2 separate regions of the Danio rerio genome follow, and region 1 is linked to region 2. A link is a contact called in public Hi-C data. All regions are on one chromosome and are shown on one strand. Each heading gives the region's core, a stretch centred on a gene start, on an enhancer-like site or on the middle of the called end of the contact. The rest is flanking DNA. Distances are from core to core; before and after follow the strand shown. Region 1 has its middle 12 kb from the start of zbtb16a. Region 2 overlaps LOC137488814 (a long non-coding RNA gene).

Region 1 (5,609 bases), core at 54-2,553, 160 kb after region 2:
AATAAACCGCCAACTTCTCCAGCATATGTTTTATGCAGCGGATGCCCTTCCAGCTGCAACCCATCACTGGGAAACACCCATACACTCATTCACACAAAAACACAATTTAACTTACCCAATTCACCTATAGCATGTCTTTGAAGTACCTGGAGGAAACACACAAACACGCAGAGAACATTCAAACTCCACAATGAAGTGCCAACTGGCCCACATGCCACTTATGTAGGCCTAAACACACACAATTTCAGTTACCACCATTCTCTCAAATAGCATAAGTTGATAAACTGTCCTCAATCATGTTCCATTTCAGACCTGTCTCACTCTAATCTTCCATCTTCTTTCCTTCATCATCACCAACTCATCTTATCCTAATGACTGTTAATACCAAATGAACTGAATCTGTGAGGCACTGTGGGTCACCTCAATATTTCATACAGTGTGTGGTCATTAATCACACAAGCTATAAATAGAAAAACTTCTCTTGATTACAATGATTTAAAAATCGGTAGTAAAACTGATTAATTTTATCACGGGCCAAGACACCATCGCTATAATGAATGAAGAATCCCTGTACTGTAGGACTTTCTGCTGTATTTGAATTGTCAATAGTGATAAAAATGACATGTGCTGTCCATCATATCCGCATTTTGTCCATCAGGTTTGTGGGTGGCTTGCTTCCTTTAATAGGACCGGCCTGGGCCCTTAACCAGAGTGTTCTAATGAATACTAACCCCTTTTAAAAGGAGCTTCCCTGCAGTTTCCATTGGGTGGAAATTTTATCAACTTTCTTTCAGGTCTGAAGCTGCTTAGAGAGACTATTGTCCCTCTGTTGAACAAGACCTGGACACTCAATACAGTTTAAACAATGCCAATGATGATTAATGACAGGCCTGTCAAACAAAGCGTGCTGACTAAGGCTCGAGCTCACAGCAATCCTGTGTCTGAAGCAAATCAAAAACACACACTCCATCATTCAAAGCCTCAAATAGGAGGTTAAATATATACTAGCATGAAAGAGCTCTAAGCAGCGGAGACCGGTGCCTGATTTTTAAACTATTACACTGAGATGGAGTGTATTTTGTGCTTACACTCGCTAATTGGAATGAAATGAAACACATGCGATGAAATTCGACAGTATTTATTTTTCGCAAACAACACGTCCTGGAGCTTTTCAAAAGGGCAACAAGGAAAACTGTTTGTTATTTGTAGAGATAAACATTTGCGATGACGTCTGTCGTAGAATGCCTTTCCTCTGTGTAACAGTAGGGATGCAGGAGGGGAGCCCGGGGCCTCCGTTGAGATCCAAAGAGCCCTGCTGACCCTGCCTGCTGCACCTCTGCGCTACACAGCACCATACAGCTGCCTTTCATTCAGCCAAAGAAAAAGGCCACTTTTTTCTCCTTCCCTGCTCTCTAAGTGTAAGACCCCAGCTGTCCTCAGTCAAGCAGAATTCCAAGTTTCCCTCCAAAAAAAAAAAAATTTGCTCATTGTCCATCCTGGAGGTGGCCAAACCCTCCTCTCCATAGTGCTTAACCACTGGACCGGGCGCAAACAACAGAGTAATCATATTACAGTGTCCCTGGGAAAAAAGGGACTGCTATCCGCAGGGAATCTCCTGTGGATAATCCCTGCAAGGCCGCTGCTTTTCTTCTCCAGTGCCGAGTCCACCTTTCACAGCGGTTTTGGAGGCACACAGGCCTTTAACCGCTCAAGGATATCGGCTTCATGCCTCTCCTCCTGCATATCCCCTCCAATCGACATCAAAAATTCCAGCAGAGAATGGAGTATCTGGTATTTCACACCACCTTTCTCATTTGCTCAATTTTATTTTGGTACCTTCATTACCTCACCTTCTTTATTCCGCGGATCCTCATTTTCTTTGCCCCTATGACTGCCGACATGATTGCCGTTATTGTAAATAATTAATAAGCTGTAATATATCACCTCTAATTAAACATATTAGTCAGCCGAGTCTTGTAGATTTACTACCCCGAGTCTGTGTCCAGTGATATTCAAATGCGCCTCGTTCCCATCAATAATGCAAATAGATGCACTATAAACATTTCTCACTGTACAGTAGCTGCTGCTGCAGCCCACGGGAGCGTTTGAACATAATTTAGAATTAACATCATTAGCATTCACTTTAATTCGCACTGTAGGTCTGCAATGGAAATCATTATCTGCACAGATAAAAATAAAAACTGTAAATCTTATTATGCAACAATACTCCTTCAACTTGACTGGGTGAAATGCGCTGATGTAGCAGGGCTGGGACTTTCCACAATTTGTTGTCTGTGTTTTCATGCTCCTTCAGTCTGTGTATAATTGATCGGAATTTTTAGTTTCTGCAAGTTGCACTGATATAGCAGTAATGGGGTATATGCACACAGACCTTTATTTCCGGTGAATTGTGATCCCATACAAAATCACTGCGTTTTTTCTTCAAAATACAGAGATCATCACTGCCCGGCTGAGATAAGATATATAGTGGGTCTCAGACCGAACAAGAAGCACTGCATTAAATTCTGTTTTTCTGTGCCATGTCTTTAAAATATGGAAATTAATTTTACCCCAGTATTTTCAATGGAGTTTTTGCACTAGCCTTCTAATCACGGCGCATGCATTCAAACGGTCTTTCATCTCTGTTTATGCTGTAACTACCAAATAGATGCTTAGGTCTATTTAACTAATTATATTTGAATTACATTAAGACATCAATGCAAAACCTTATGAAATTGAAAATAGTCAAATCAAGCTTTCACCGAAAGTCCATCATTGGATGAAAAATACTAACGGTGCGTATAACCTATTGGGGAAAATTAACTGCCCTTCAATTATTGTTTCATCCAACTCATAAAAAAAAAAAAAAATGATAATCTATTCAAAAATAATGATTTATTCAAACACAATTTATTCAAGTAACCAAAAAGTGACTGTCCTTATAATCATTATCTTATTCACGACCTTAATTGATTCATTGTGACTGTCCTTATAATCGTTATCTTATTTACTACCCTAATTGATTCATTAAAAATATTGATTCATTCAGGAACTAAGAAAGTGACGGTCCTTTCAAGTCAGGTATCTGAATCATTCACTCAATCAACAACACAAAAAATAGTTAATTCAGGAACTCTGTTAATTCAGTTAATTCTGACTGAAGCGACTGCCCCTATAATTGTGTCATCTGAATCATTCATTCAATTAATTTGTTCAAAACACAGATTCATTCAGGAATTCTGTCCTTCTACGTGGGTCATTTGAAACATTAACTAAACATATTAAACAATAATTAAAAAATGGTTTTAAACATTACTTAGAAAACAAAACAAGTGACTCCCTATTAGCAAGAAATCATTGAGCAATGGTTCTCCTTAAAAGTGAGTCATTTGAAATATTCACTCAATCGACTGGTTCAAAACACTGATTCTTTCAGGAATTAAATAATTGACTATGCTTATGCCAAGTTTGGACTCCATGATTTTAGCCCCGATTCTGACTCGCCAACAGGTTTTGAGAAATCTCTAACAAATGGTTGAAATCAAAGGCAAATCAGTGCTTGTTCACAAGAGTAACAATCACAGAGTATGAATTATCAAAGAGGTGATCTGAGAGAATCGCCGATGAGTCGCAGACACATGAGATATTTGGCATGCTAAATATCTAGAGCTGTTGGCGATTCATATCATGCCATGTGAATTGTGTTCGGATTGAAAACTGCATTAGCGATCACCAACAGCCAATGAGAGAACAGCATCTGCTAGTATGGATATCTGCAGGCCAGCAGGAAGTTGGGGGAGAAGTTAAGTGTGCTCATTTTCAGTTTATTTGGACCCATAAAATGGAGAAAAAACTGGTGTAAATATGGCAGCAGCACTCATGTCTGTTTGACATGTCATCTGAGCAATATCACAAACAGGTCGAAAAAGAAAGCAAGTTGAGGAGAAATTGCTAATTCCCTTCAAAGACAGGTGTGTAAAATAAGTACATTTTCTACTCCACTAAAAGCTTCTTTCTCATTATGTAGTTAATAACAAATGATATACTATGTGACCTCACGTTCTTTCCATGATACTTCTCATGGCTTCTTGCAGTGTAAACACATCACCAATGGTACTCTAGCCCAGACAGTCATGCCGTGTGAAAACGTGACACGACTACTTTGAAAATTGTGCAGTCTGAGCTCGGAATTATAGATGTGTCATCTGATTAATTCACTCAACCAATTGGTTTAAAATACTCATTCAAAAACAGAACAGATGATTGTTCTTATACTCTAAGTGTATCATTTGACTATTTGAGTCAACAAATAGTTCAATAACATTGATTCATTGATGAAATAAAAAGATGGTGTTTACAGTTGGGTTATACAGTATGAACCATTCAATCAACTGCTTTTTTGGGGGGTCATTTGGACTAAAATGAGGCATTTATCATTCACCCAACGAATTCCTTCAAAATCATTTTTTATTAAAACAAGTGACTGCATGTTATTGTAATTGAGAAATTGGAATCATTCGGCCATGTAGTCTCTTCAAAAACAGAAGCTTATGTAAACACAATTTCGCAAAGTATAATAATTGTGTAAAACATTAAATCAAGCTATTTGGATTTCATAAATAGACCATTTTTTAAAATAATGAAATATTTCATAAATGGAGCATCTTTATGTATGTATTTATTTACTTTTTATGACTTACACAAGTGACAATCTTTTTTAAGTGAATAATTTAAAATTACATCTAAAAATTTGATTCATTCAGGAACAAAACCACACCATTGTATGCTGTTTGGAGTCAAGGTAATTCATTTTAAACTATTTTATTGGCATCACAAAAACAAATAAAGTAACAGTCAACAAAATTATGTAAAATTAATGCTAAATATCAATGTCTTGCTTACTGAACTGTTGTTATTTGATCTATTCTTACTAACAAAGTGTTTATGTCAAATGGTTGGTTATATTAAAGTTATACCTGGAGAGAAATAAAAGCAACCAGCAAATCCTGCTGGGCTCATGTATAGAGAAGAGGCTAATTTAAAAGAAACCCCTGCTTGCTATTTTTCCTGGGTACCAGCTGGTCTTCTAACAGATGTTGAACACGCCATTTAACATAGATACTATATATCAAAGTATACAGCACTGTCTCTGGTTTCTGTTTGAGTTATGACTTCTGCAGCACTGTCAGCGGATTGCAAGCTGTAATGATTGACTGCCTATACGGCACGCTGATTTATAATAGCAGATTTGTCAAAATGGACTTTAAAACTCCGAATTACAACAGTCTTTCCCAGACCGACATGCATTCTCAAGCTAAGATTGAAGTCTCTGTGGTTGCAAGGGAATTTTGTTGGGTTAAAAGGTGATGGTCGTTCTCAGTTCCCTCAGAGAACCGGGGTGACTTTGAGGACCATCGACGTGGATGAGCTGGAATGAAAAATAGAAGCGAATAATTCCGAACGCAGTGACAGGAGAGTGATTTAGGAGACGGAGGAGGATCCGAAGCAGAATGTTCTCAACTGGAATGCACATTGGCTTTCACAGCATGGGCCTGGGCAGGCAGTCAAAACCAAACACAAACTCCAAGCAACTAGCAGAGTCACTTCCA
Region 2 (5,524 bases), core at 2,371-4,870:
CATTTTAAGTTGACTAAATTTTTATAATTATGCACAGTTCATTTAGTTAATAATGTAAATACTGGGTTTTAGTGTATTGTCCCTGAGCATCTTAAAATTATTGGTCAGCATTACACCATTAGCTATCAAGTATTTATTATTATTATTTTACATATTATTGATAGACTTTTAAAAAAAATGCTTCCTTGGTGACCACTACATTCTCATTTCAAAATCATAAAACATCTTACTGAAGCATATAAACAATCGACCAGGGATTAGTATTTTACATGTTTTAGGATTTTTTTAGATTCTATTGAGTTGAATTTTTTTGTACTGATTACAGTGCTGTATTTATATTGTTAATGTACACATTATTTATTTAGATTTTATTTATGTGTCAAAAATGTGTATATGTATTTATTTATGTGTAACAATATCATCTGTATCAATTTATTTTAATGGATTTTTATTAATTTAATAAAATTTTAATAACTAAATTAAAATGTAACCATAATTTTGCATTAATTAACTTCTATTTGTTATAATTATATATTTAATTATTTTAGTTCAATTTGTTTTTTTTCAGGTAATTTTATCTTTTTATTTTAGGGCTGCACGATATTGAAAAAAAAAAAAAAACAGACATTGCAATGTACTGCATTATATTTTGTGATATAAATGCAATTACACCAGATGACTTAAACAGGTTGAAAATAATTAATAATTTTAGACCGATTTAGGATTGATTGTTGTAGGGGGAGCACATCTGCATGAAGTATAGGCTAATTTTAAAAATGACAAGAGAAAAGATTTAAATAAATAATGATTTATGGTTTTCCTTTGGAGTCAAACAGTATTTAAAAACAGAAATTAAATAATCACTGTAAAATAGTCATTTATTCATTTTCTTTTCAGCTTAGTCCCTTTATTAATGTTGGGTTGCCACAGCGGAATGAACCGCCAATTCATCCAGCTCTCTGTTTTACACTGCGGATGCCCTTCCAGCTGCAACCCATCACAGGGAAACACCCATGCACTCTTATTCACACACATACACTATGGTCACTTTTTAGCTTACCTACAGTAGTTCACCTATACCACATCTTTGAACTTGTGTGGGAAGCTGGAGCACCCAGAGGAAACCCACACGATTGCAGGGAGAACATGTAAGCTCCATAAAGAAATGCCAACTCGAACCAGTGACCTTCTTGCTGTGAGGCAACAGCACTACCTACTGCGCCACCGCATCACCCCTATGTACAAATAATAATATTACTACTACTAATAATAACAACAACATTGCATCCTTTTAATGAGTAAATAATTATATAATGTAAACCTAATCTTGGGGCGCCAACGGTGGCTCAGTGGTTAGCACTGTCACCTCACAGCAAGAAGGTCGCTGGTTCGAGTCTCGGCTGGGCCAATTAGCATTTAGCGTGGACTTTCCATGTTCTCCCCGTGTTCGTACCCCTATAGTCCAAAGACAAGCGCTAAAGTGAATTGGGTAAGCTAAATTGTCCGTAGTGTATGTGTAAATGAGTGTGTATGGGTATTTCCCAATACTGGGTTGCATGCTGGAAGGGCATACGCTGCGTAAAACATATGCTGGAATAGTTGGCGGTCCATTCCGGTGTGGCGACATAGGAAATAGAAACTAAGCCAAAGGAAAATGAATGAATGACACCGTCTTTAAGCTACAAACTTTTAATTTATTGTTCCCAAATGGCTTAAACAGGCTTGAAATGCTTACACAGTCACAGGCCTTAAAAACACATGCAAATAATTAACCTTCATTCTAAGGTTAACATTTAAAAAGACTCCACTAAGTTGTTACTGTAATGTCTGGTAGGGCTGGGCCGATAAACGATATTATATCGAATATATTTACTCTATATTAAAGTGTCAATCACAAAGCAGAAATGTGTAACAATGGGAATTTAAAAGTGTGTTGATATAAGAGATGTACCGAATTTTTAGCCACAGAAGGTTTATCAGCTGAAAATGTTGTCATTTAATGGACCCTCTAATTTTTGTGGCTTCAGTCATTCTTGGGGTGCTCTTTTAAATCTGGAAGCATTTACTTATTTTGAAATATATGTCGTTATCATTCAATATGGAAAATAATTATCGAGGTTGCATTTTTGCCATATCGCTCAGCCCTAACGTCTGGTCAACTATAATCCTGACTATATTGCAGATCCTTACGATGTGAGTAGGCTACTGCAGACTCGCACATTGCGATATGAATGCAGTGAAACGATATATTGTGAAGCCCTAATTCATTTATTTAAATTGTTGAGTGTTTTTTTTTATTGATATTTATAATATGTTGATTATTTTAAACTTATTTGTACATTTTGTATGCTTTATCTGTAAACATTCCCACCTTAATGCTGCCTAAAGGCCCTCAGTTTGATACCTCCTGAACTTGGCCATGTTAACATATCTGTAAATGCTGAAAACAAATAATTAAAGACGTAATCACTGAAACAACAATCTATCCTTAAGGTTCAATTGTAAATTCTCTGTGTGATACTATGAAAAGTAATGCTGTCTTGTTCTCCAAATGAGCACATCCTGTAAAGTGTGTGTCTTGAGAAGATGTTTGAGTGTGTGTCTATATTGTGTTCCCTTCTCTTGCAGCCCAAGGCCGGCTGAGGATTAGTCGTTGCCTGTGACACTAAATGTACTAATTGTAAAGATTTTCACCTCACTGGGAATGCACTCAGCAGGCCTGGGGTGATTGGATAAATGCCATCGACACCCTACATAATTAAAGAAAAAAAAAATCAGTTAGACAGTAAATGGGAGCATTGATCCCAATACAATCAATGCGTCTACATCTCTCCATCCTGCTGCCTCTGCTATCCTCACCACAGTCCTGATTTAGTCAGATTGATGTTTTGATAGAATAAATGTCGTATTATGATGATAATATGATCATTATTACACATCCATAAGCTCTTGATGTTTGCGCTAGGGTTTGACCAGCAGAGGGCTTCTAAGGCCATGTAATGCATTTAAAGGGATAGTGCCACCAAAAATGAACATTTACTTACAATTTTGATCAAGTCAAGTGGTTAAAAACATTTAAGAGCTTCTTTTTTATGTTGAACACAAAATAATATATTTCAAAGCAAGCTACAAACCTAAACATTAGCATCCATAGTAGGAAAAACAAATGGAAGTCGACGGCTTTCTTTAAAATGTCTTCTTTTGTGTTCATCAGAAGAAAGAAACTCAAACATGTTTGAAACAAGTGAGTAAACCATGACAGAATTTTCAGTTTTGCTGGAACTTTCCCTTTAAGGCACTGTTAACGTATAAGGAGTTTCCCTGCTATCTGTAGTATTAAATACAGAAATGCACACAATCAGATTCTAGTGCAACAGGAATTTTACTATCAACCAAGAATGCAATGCTGGCAGCCTGAAGTCGGCAGTGTAATTCCTGAAGGCTGGTCGCAGTCATAACAAATGGCTTCAAGTGGCATTTGTGGGCCGTTTCTTGTTTTGCAAATTCATCTGCTGGAGGTCGAGCATTGGGCCCGTTTGCACCCGCAGGCACGGCTTAGCTGGAAACACAATCGAAGGGATTTGGGAAGAACACGTCCACCATTCAGTCCTTCACTGTCTAAACTTCCCTTGTCCATTAGATCATATCTGGGTCAAAGAGCAACTAAAGATGGGACGCCCTGTGCACAGCACAAAAGCTATTCACACAGAGAGGGTCACAGGACCTTTCGGCGGAAAAACTGGCGGATTTTGGTGCCAGCAGAATCATTGTCACCCCTTAATGATGCTGCTTCTCGTTCTAAGGCGAATATACAATCTGAACCCTGCTGTCTTTCTCAGACGATCATTAAAAAAATCTGTTTCATCTTAAGAGATAGAACTAATTAAAAGACTCATTAACTCGGCGCACCGAGGTAGCATTGTGTGCTTTATATGAGCCACATTATTTCCAAAGATAGTTAGATGGTGAAAAAAGGGATAAGGGTGTTTCATTAGACACTGTAAAGTTGCTGTCACATTAAGTGGAATTGGTGTACAATCACATATTTTTGGTAAGGAAATGGTCCATTACCAGTGGTAGCTAATGATTTTAAACTGAAGTCACTTCAGACCGTTTCACAGCAAAGCTGCAAACATAAATTCCATGTGAAATCAAAATTGACAACATTTATTTTACTAGCACACATTGTTATTCTTTAGGTGAATGATTATTCAGTTAATCCACTGAAAGACATCTTCAATCAAAGTCTGACCATTTGCTTAAGAGTTTGGAGTGGTGGTCCTTGGAGTGGCAAAGTAACCACGCCTAAACAAAAATGTCTAATCAGCAACTCAATACATTTAGGCATGTAGCCATGGTCAAGACGATCTGCTGCAGTTCAAACCGAGCATCAGAATGGGGAAGAAAGGTGATTTAAGTGACTTCAAATGGTTGTTGGTGCCAGACAGGCTGGTCTGAGTATTTCAGAAACTGCTGATCTACTAGGATTTTCACGTACAACCATCTCTAGGTTTTACAGATATTGGTCCGAAAAAGAAAGAATATCCAGTGAGCAGCAACTCTGTGGGCGCAAATGCCTTGTTGATGGCAGAGGTTAGAGAAGAATGGCCAGACTGGTTTTAGCTAATAGAAAGGCAACATTAACTCAAATAACCACTAGTTACAATCTAGGCATGCAGAAGAGCATCTCTGAATGCACAACATGTCGAGCCTTGTTGCTGACCATGTCCATCCCTTAATGACCAGTGTATCCATCTTCTGATGGCTACTTAAAGCAGGATATGTTATAAAGTGTAAATTATCTTACTGGTTTTCTTGAACATGACAATGAGTTCACTGCACTTAAATGGCCTCCACAGTCCCCAGATCTCAATCCATGTGGTGATATGGGAGATTCACATTATGGATGTGGAGCCGAAAAATCTGCAGCAACTGCGTGATGCTATCATGTCAATATGGAGCAAAATCTCTGAGGAATATTTCCAGTACCTTGTTGAATCTATGCCACGAAGGATTAAGGAAGTTCTGAATGCAAAAGGGAGTCCAACCTGGTACTAGTAGTAAGGTGTACCTAATAAAGTGACAAGTGAGTTTATAGCAACAAAACTTATGCAATAATAAATGATATTATTACCATTTTAAGACCATTTTGACACTGTAATAACATCATAATGCAAGTACACTCTTCCAAAGAACACATAATATTTTATTCCTTAGAATATTTCATTTAATCAGTCATTTTAACAATTTAATAAATTGGCAGTCATTACTGAAGCCAAATCTCGAATTTATCAAACATATAACTTACAATAGCCGTCCAAAAACTAGTACAGTCTAATTTTTTATATTATAGAAAAATATTAAAAACGATTTAAAAAAACAAAGTAGAAAAATCAAAAGCAAAAAAAAAAAAAAAAAAAACGTAAAAATTTAGTTGCAATACTTTGTTTAATTTTTATTTGTATATTTCAATTCCTAAATATGTTTGGTGACTAAAATATTATTTTAATAAATGTTTAGTAAA

What was found. Hi-C and Micro-C count contacts between places; a contact is called where the count stands out from the background.
Region 1: a Hi-C map of embryo shows a contact between it and region 2, with 1.7 times the contacts expected there. The contact joins two enhancer-like sites. A contact is called at or near these places in 5 of 18 Hi-C or Micro-C datasets (caudal fin, embryo, fibroblasts and 1 more) and 3 of 4 datasets of contacts at active chromatin or transcription factors (caudal fin, embryo and gastrula embryo).

Annotation. Positions count from the first base shown.
Region 1 is chr21:24,757,563-24,763,171 of GRCz12tu, forward strand. No RefSeq gene overlaps it. Among named protein-coding and RNA genes, the nearest start is that of zbtb16a, 12 kb to the left of the region's middle. Within about 2 kb of position 1,304, at least 7 of the 62 cell types and tissues checked have an H3K27ac peak or open chromatin away from gene starts, as enhancers often do.
Region 2 is chr21:24,592,216-24,597,739 of GRCz12tu, forward strand. LOC137488814 (a long non-coding RNA gene) reads right to left here. Exons shown (of 5, transcript XR_012396780.1): 2 at 2,695-2,750. Among named protein-coding and RNA genes, the nearest start is that of htr3a, 19 kb to the left of the region's middle. Within about 2 kb of position 3,621, at least 6 of the 62 cell types and tissues checked have an H3K27ac peak or open chromatin away from gene starts, as enhancers often do.